Linked DNA regions of Mus musculus: region 2 is linked to region 1. Evidence: chromatin contacts called from public Hi-C data. All regions are on one chromosome and are shown on one strand. The core of a region is the stretch at or near the end of the contact, and the rest is flanking DNA. Distances in the headings are between cores, read along the strand shown.

Region 1 (3,879 bases), core at 530-3,029:
AAACCCAAATAACCAAACAAACCAAAATAAATAAATAAATAAATAAGCATCTGTCTGGAGTCTAGATGCCCTTCCTCCACATCACCTCACTCCTTTCCTATTCTCTTTCCTACTCCATCCTCCTCACTCATTATTTACTGGAGTTTTACTTTGTTCTACAAACTGAACCTTGGAAATGAATGTGGTTTCCTGATGCTGTTTTGTAATTAAAGGAGTATGGCCTCACAGCTCTATTCACCTCCAGAGCTCCAGCAACTAGCCATGGAAACTCAGACTTAGCTGGGGAGCAGTGTTCTATAGGGAGCTGCCTTCTGTTTGCTAAATTGCAAGGGCTGGAAAGGAGGGAATTGATTAGTAATTAGAAAAGATTTAAATGACTGGAGGGGAAAAGAAGCCTTCCCTGCCTATGTAAATGGAAAATTTTTCTGAGGCTTACAATACCCACTTGGGACTTCTGAAACACTGAGCACAGCCAAAGCTGCTTTATGAACTCCTGATAAACACTTGAGAGAGCAGAGAAAGAGATAGAGGATACAGCTTTCCAAGAAGGCTTCCTGAGGGCAGTCCTTGCTCCTCTTCTGAATTTCTTTTTGCCTTTTCCAGGGTTTTGAAATGTTTCTATAGCTTCCTTTAAGTCTCCCAGTGCTCAGAAATCTTTTAGAAAATCACTGATTCTTCAAGTTAAGACTGTTTATTGGGTTGTTTGCCTAATACTTCCCAAAGGGTGACATTTTCAATATGGCAGCTCTGACAGGAAATTTGGCCAACCCTGGGGAAAGTCAGTTCCCTTCTCTATGGATTCCTAGATATCTCTCCTGTAAATACTCCTCATCTCACTTTCTTCTCTGGCTTGTTGTTTTTACACTGTTAGCTATGGAACTGGCCACAAAGTCACTGGCAACATAGTTTATAACGCTTCTTCAAAGGAAGTAAGAGTCAGTGGGTCTTCAGACTTCTCATAGTCAGGGAAGACACTGAGTAGCCTCAAATAAGTCTACTGACCCTCAATAATAATTTCTTGGGACAATAATTTGTGTACCATTCTGGGGATATAAGAAACACAAAGCAATTTAAGGAGCTTCTCTCATGAGGAGTGCAGTCTAGTTGCCGATATTTATAAGGAAGATAACAAGTAGATAAAGGAATCAAATCATAGAATAAGGTATAGAGTATAATCTCATATTAAGAAATAACTATATCTGGAGGTAATCGTGTAGTTTTTTAATGATTGTTTAGTCATTTGCTTGCATATAAAGTCATATAAGACCACAGGACTACAGAAGGGGTGTGTGTATGTGTCAGTGTATAGACAGAGAGGTATATAGAGAGGAATTATATGTCCAATTATTTCTCATAGGTTAAGCTGAAGGCTAGGAAAGAAAGATGTCTATAATTTCTTGTATTATTAATGATATTATTAATTGTCTTCATTGCTAAAAATGTACTAAGCCACTAAAGGAAGAGAAAGCTTTGTGCGATGCTGTTAGCTTACCAGGCTGCTGACCACGTAAAGAGCACTTGACCATCAGCAAGCCAGCAAAGCTGGAAATGTACAACTTAACCTTGGCATGAGATCAAATAAAGGCACCAGGGAACTGCAGGAAATGTGAAGCAGAGCAGGGACCAGGAAGAGAGCCACAAGGAGTAAAGCCAGGATGGGGATGTTGCAAAGCTAGTGGCTGCAAAAAAAGGTTTCCTTAGGAGACGGAGGTGTGTTATGTAGAGCACTAAATACTAGAATTCCCATCTGGACTGTGTTACAAATGTGGTGAATGATACTGACAAACTATTTCATTCTCTGGGCCTGAGTCAGTGTACCTATGCTATGGGAGAGTTAGATAAGACCAGCTTTAATAGTGCTCATGTCAAAGAACACTATGATCTGAAAAGAGCCGAGAGCTGTGGCAAACACCTTATTATAGAAAGCCTGAAATAAACGCCTAAGAAATTTGCACATAGAGCTGAAGAGATGACTCAATAGTAAAGAGCATTTGCTGCTCTTGCAAAGGAACTGGGTTCTTTACCTAGCACCCACATGAAGGCTCATAACTACCTGTAACTCCAAATCCAGGGAATCTATACCCTCTCGTCATCTCTGCCTGTTTTTGAATCATATGGTGCACATAAACTCACACAGACACATACCTAAACACATCAAAATGATACACACACAAACACACACACACACACACATATATGTATATATATATACACACATACATACAGATAGGCACAAACTGGGGTCAGGAAAATGTCTTAGCCATTAAAGAGCACTTGTTTCTCTGGCAAGGAGCATGGGTTCAGTTCCCTGTACTCACAAAGTGGCTCACAATGTCTGCAACTCCAGTTCTAGGGAATCTAATTCATTCTTTGGCTTCTGCAGTCATTGAGTATGTGTGACTCATGGATGCAAAATACCTATAAATGAAAAATAAAATAATAAAATAAAATAAAAATAAAGTCTTTAAAATAATAGCTCTTTTTTTGGATTTATTTATTATATGTATTAGTACACTATTGCTGTCTTCAGATACACCAGAAGAGGGCATCAGATCCCATTATAGATTGTTGTGAGCCACCATGAGGTTGCTGGGAATTGAATTCAGGACCTCTGGAAGTCCTCTCAACCATGGAGCCATCTCTCCAACCCCAAACTAATTCTTTATAAAAGAAAATATATCTACATACAATCTACAAATAGAACCATAGAAGAGAACCATCTGCCTCATGTATAATGTGAACACTCACATTTGGAGAAAAAAGTAGACGGGCTAGGATATACCAAGTGTCTAACGAGGGTCTAAGAACTTGAAACTGTGAAAAGAAGAGTATGAGAAAGGAAAGATTGAGATTAGGGAAAAAGTTGGCAGATAATTAGAAACATTAGAAAACAACATGGAGTATCAAGAAATTTGAGTCTGTGATGATACTAAGAAAGAAAGGAAGAAGGTTTTCTGCATGAGAGTATCAGTCAATGGTTTCACAAGAAATAGAAAAATACAAAACTCACCATTTTCAAACCTTGATAAAATGTTTAGACAAGTATAATCAATAGGTGTTTCCAAAAGGAAAAAATAAGAAGGAGAAGAAGAAGAAGAAGAAGAAGAAGAAGAAGAAGAAGAAGAAGAAGAAGAAGAAGAAGAAGAAGAAGAAGAAGAAGAAGAAGAAGGAAAGAAAGAAAGAAAGAAAGAAAGAAAGAAAGAAAGAAAGAAAGAAAGAAAGGAAGGAAGGAAGGAAGGAAGGAAGGAAGGAAGGAAGGAAGGAAGAAAGAAAGAAAGAAAGAAAGAAAGAAAGAAAGAAAGAAAGAAAGAAAGAAAGAAAGAAAAGAGGACGTTGAGAGAAAGGATCCTGTGACTTTAAAAAAATTACTCCAGATTTCCTACCAACAAAGAGAAAGGTTATCTTTGGAATGAAGAGATGTTTTGGTCCTTACACAAGTAACCAACCTGGACATTACAAATGCTAAGGCAGCAACACGTGTGGCTGCTCCACTGCAATGCAGTAAGCCATACACAACATTGCTTAGGCTGTGCTAAAATTTTTGACTTAGTTATGATCAGACAAATAAGTAGACACAAGTTGTGGGAGAGTTCAAAAACATCTGGCCTGATATCATCCTTTAAAACGTCAGTACATTTAAAAGAAAAGTGATGTCATGTTCTAGATTAATAATGACTAACAACTCATAATAAAAACCAGATGCAATTCACACACAGTGATCAATTTCTGGATTTAAGAAAAAAAAACTCCAAGCCTGGAGAGATGGCTGGCTCAGTGTCAAAGAGCACTGGTTGTTCTTCCAGAGTACCCAGGTTTAATTATCAGAACTCGCATGGCAGCTCACTGTATCTCCCAGTTCTAAGAGACCAAATACCCTCA
Region 2 (3,879 bases), core at 384-2,883, 270 kb after region 1:
TATATAATGCTTACAAAGGAGCATTTAATTAAACTGTTTTCAGTGTCTATAGCAAATTTATTCTGAATATGAATCCAGCTGTCATGTTATGTTACTTCCTTACTGGCTATATGCTTAGGCCTGGTTGTATATAACTTATATAATTCAAAATATTTTGACAATGGATATGGGGGGAGTGGGACATAGCATTTGTGAGAAAATTCAGTCTAGGCCTCTAGTGTCTATATATTGGCTTTTCAACACTGTATCACTCATCCAAACCCTCACGTTTGTTGAGAATTTCCAATGAGTGAAGTAGGCAAGACAAGTCTTTGAGTTCTTGCCCAAAGGCAAGGATATGGACAGACAGCAGCATCAGCTGTTAGAGGGAACAAGAGCAAACTGGTTCCATCACCTTCTAGTCTGCCATTCATCAAACCTCAGCTTTGACAACCACAAAATGGGGTTGACAGGACTTACGTTGCTGGGTTATCAAAGGACCAAGCAAGATGTTACAAATAAGAATGAAAACCATTAGTAGTTGCATATTAAAACTTTAGCCACCATGTATATTCCCATCACTCACAATACTTCCCACCCAAGTAAGAAGGAAGATGTTCCAATCTCCTTCACAAGAGAATCCAGGCAATGACTCCTTAATAAGCTATCATTATCTTTTTTTGCTTCTACTGGTGTTAAGGATTTCTGTTTGTTTGTTGGTGTGGTCCTATTCTGGTTTGTTTTTATTTATTTTCTAATAAGAGAAACGGTGTGGGTTCTGGTGAGTGGGGAAGTGGGGAGGATCTGTGAATACTAAGGAAAGGGGAAACCATAATCAGAATATATTATATGAAAAAAATCTATGTTCAATTTAAAAAAGATTAACCAACCATGGTAATTGTTAAATAAATGCATGCACATGTATATGTGTCTCAATATATTCTTTGTAAATCTTTAAAAAGTTCAATGATGACCCCCCCCCAGAACTAGACAAATAAGGTCACTCAAGCAGACGAGTAAAGGGAGCCTCAGAAGTCTGTAAGGAGATGTAACTGCTCTGCCCAGATAATTCTCAGGTCAGAAGACTGCCCTGAGCCTTGTGTTGTATGGACTTATAGGTTCTGTGAGTTTATGCAGAATTTATTTACATGCTCTAGTCAAATAACTATGTATTCTCTACATACTGCAATCATTTTGACAGAGTGAGATGAATCAGTGGTTTCCATAGTTATCAGAATTAATGTAAAGAAGCCAGTATAAAGCTAAAGGCTCTAACAACTGTTTTAGGAAAATCTAAAGAGGTTAATAAGAATTATTTGACCTCTAGGGGGGAAAGAAACTAGCTAAGGGACTCAGAGCCAGGCCTCTTCTCATTGAGTTTCTTCCCCTTGGCAGTTTGTCTTAAGCCTTTCTTTCTATCCTCCCAGCTCTGAGGTATTGGGTGGATGCAGGGAGGTGCTCTCAGTACCAGCTTCTCGACACGGAATATATTGAGTTAATAACCGATGTTAGATGTGAACATTCTTGTTCAGTTCTTTTCACTCAAATATTCTATGCTGCCACTGAAATAAATGTATTCTGAAACTTTATTCTGTAACTATAGAAACCCAGATATTCAGTGTTGCAGTTGGAAACACAAAAGAGCTCTCGGTTAGGAAGTAGCCTGCTGTTAATTACAGAGCTAAGAATAGCTTCGACTTCATAAACCATTAAGTTTCTATAGATTCAGGACTATTTTTCTCTCACTTGCTCTTTTCTTTCCCAGGAAAGAAAAAAAGGGGGATTAAAGCTAGCCAAATTTAAACAAACTCATGTTACAGCAGCCTACCAAATAGTATTTTTGTTCCACAATCATCCACTGAGGACTTGTGATAATATTCTACAGTTATCTGTGCCTTGCATATTAAATATAAAATGTTTGAAAGAAGGAATTCAAGATGTATCTCACATAGAGATAAAATTCAGTGTGGTGCGTAGCAGGAAATAAAAACAGTGATTTCCTGTACAGGCTTGGAAAAGTCAAGGAAATATATAGATTCCTCTTTCTTAACTCTACCTTCAAATGGAAACAGGTCAAATTTGCTTTCTGGTGTTCATTAAGCCCCTCCTTTTCCTCTCCCAATCATCCTTTCCTATTCTTTACTGGTATTGTCTAGTTTCTGGCAACGGCATCTCAATAGACTCCAGGCTCCTCTCTTTCCTTCCCTTCCAGAATTGTTCTCCACTGCACCAGGATCCTTTCCTTAAGTTACTCATTTGAAGGACTAGAGAGGTAACCCAATGGTTAGGAGAGCACAGGGTCCTCAATGAAGGAGCTAGAGAAAGTACCCAAGGAGCTGAAGGGGTTTGCAACCCCATAGAAGGAACAACAATATAAACTAACCAGTATCTCCAGAACTCCCTGGGACTAAACCAGCAACAAAAGAAAACAAATGGTGGGACTCATGGCTCTAGCTGCATATTTAGCAGAGGATGGCCTAGTCGGTCATCAATGGGAGGAGAGGTCCTTGGTCCTGTGAAGGTACTATGCCCCAGGATAGGTGAATGCCAGGGTCAGGAAGCAGGAGTGGGTGGGTTGGAGAACAGGGGAAGGAGTGAAAGATGGGGGATTTTGGAAGTAAAACTAGGAAAGGAGATAATATTTGAAATGTAAATGAAGAAAATATCTAGAGAAGGTGGGGGAGAGAGAGAGGGAGATTGCTGTCTTGTAGATGATCAGGGATCAGGCCCCTGTACCCATTTCCAGCAAGCAGCTCACACATGCCTGTATCTCCAACTCTGGAGAACCAAATACCCTCTTCCAGCTCCTACAAGCCCCCATATACACAGGAGTATAATTTCATGCACACACATTCATATACACATAAATAAAAAATAAATCTTTAAAGTCTTCGATTATACCACCTTCCTATTTATGCTTTGTTTACCCATGTCCTTGAGTGGCTGAGTGGGAGAAAAAGAGGAGTTTGTGTTTATGTGTATGTACATAGGTGTATGGCTGCATGTGTCCATAAAGGCAGGGGTATCATTTCTTATGTATGCCCCCTTTTAAGGCGGGTCTCTCACGGGACTGGAATTCACAAAGCAGGCTGAACAAACTAGCCAGTCTGCCCTAGGAATAGAATCCACCTATCTCTGTCTCTTCTGGGACTATAAACTCATGCCCTAACTCCCACCCAATGCCTGTCCTTTTACATGGCTTCAAACTCAGATCCTTCAGCTCAAAAACAAGCACTTTATCATCAGAGCTATCTTCCCAGCTATATTTTTTCTGAGTTATTTTGTAATTTCAGGTGATCTTTGTATTTCATGTATGAATGCCAGGCTAGCCTTGAATTGATGTATTTGATGATGACCTTGAGTTTATTGTCCTCTTCCCTCTATGTGGTAGGTTTTAGGTGTATACCAAGCACCTGACCCAATGCCCTGTGAAACCCTACAATTCCACTAGCCATGCCTCATCCCGTACAGACCCATGGCACCATCCTTCAGGCACCTAGATTGTTAGGAACTGCAATGCATGCTAACTTTATCCTATTGACAGGTTCGTTCTCTCCCTTCTAGTTTCAGATTACCTGATATCTCTTTCAGGGAGCCACAGAAACACTCTATACACACACACACACACACACACACACACACACACACACACACACACACACACACCAAGACTGTTAGCAGTGTTTGCCTGGCTTCCTGTTGTTGCTAAGAGCCTATCATGATAAATGCCTGTTACAACCATGCTTTAATTTTTTTTCCTATAACCTTGGTTAACAACATGGCAAATGCTCATTTAATGCAAGGTAAGATAATGACACTACAGGGATGACAGAAGGACATTACACTCCTTGAAGGGGCCTTCGAGATTACATGTAACATTGGTTTCCGAGTGTTGCTAAC

Evidence for each region. A called contact is a pair of places that touch in the nucleus more often than the background predicts.
Region 2: a Hi-C map of cortical neurons shows a contact between it and region 1. The contact joins two enhancer-like sites. A contact is called at or near these places in 5 of 39 promoter capture datasets (the C10 cell line, cranial neural crest, frontonasal cranial neural crest and 2 more) and 2 of 484 Hi-C or Micro-C datasets (cortical neurons and nephron progenitors).

Annotation. Positions count from the first base shown.
Region 1 is chr7:92,113,827-92,117,705 of GRCm38.p6, forward strand. The region is part of intron 12 of Dlg2 (discs large MAGUK scaffold protein 2); the gene reads left to right. 4930567K12Rik (RIKEN cDNA 4930567K12 gene) reads right to left here. Exons shown (of 7, transcript NR_131016.1): 2 at 2,319-2,418. Among named protein-coding and RNA genes, the nearest start is that of 4930567K12Rik, 3.7 kb to the right of the region's middle. Within about 2 kb of position 1,780, at least 7 of the 459 cell types and tissues checked have an H3K27ac peak or open chromatin away from gene starts, as enhancers often do. A contact at or near this core is called in cortical neurons, where this site is marked.
Region 2 is chr7:92,382,663-92,386,541 of GRCm38.p6, forward strand. All of the region lies in intron 15 of Dlg2 (discs large MAGUK scaffold protein 2), which reads left to right. Among named protein-coding and RNA genes, the nearest start is that of Ccdc90b, 180 kb to the right of the region's middle. Within about 2 kb of position 1,634, at least 6 of the 459 cell types and tissues checked have an H3K27ac peak or open chromatin away from gene starts, as enhancers often do. A contact at or near this core is called in cortical neurons, where this site is marked.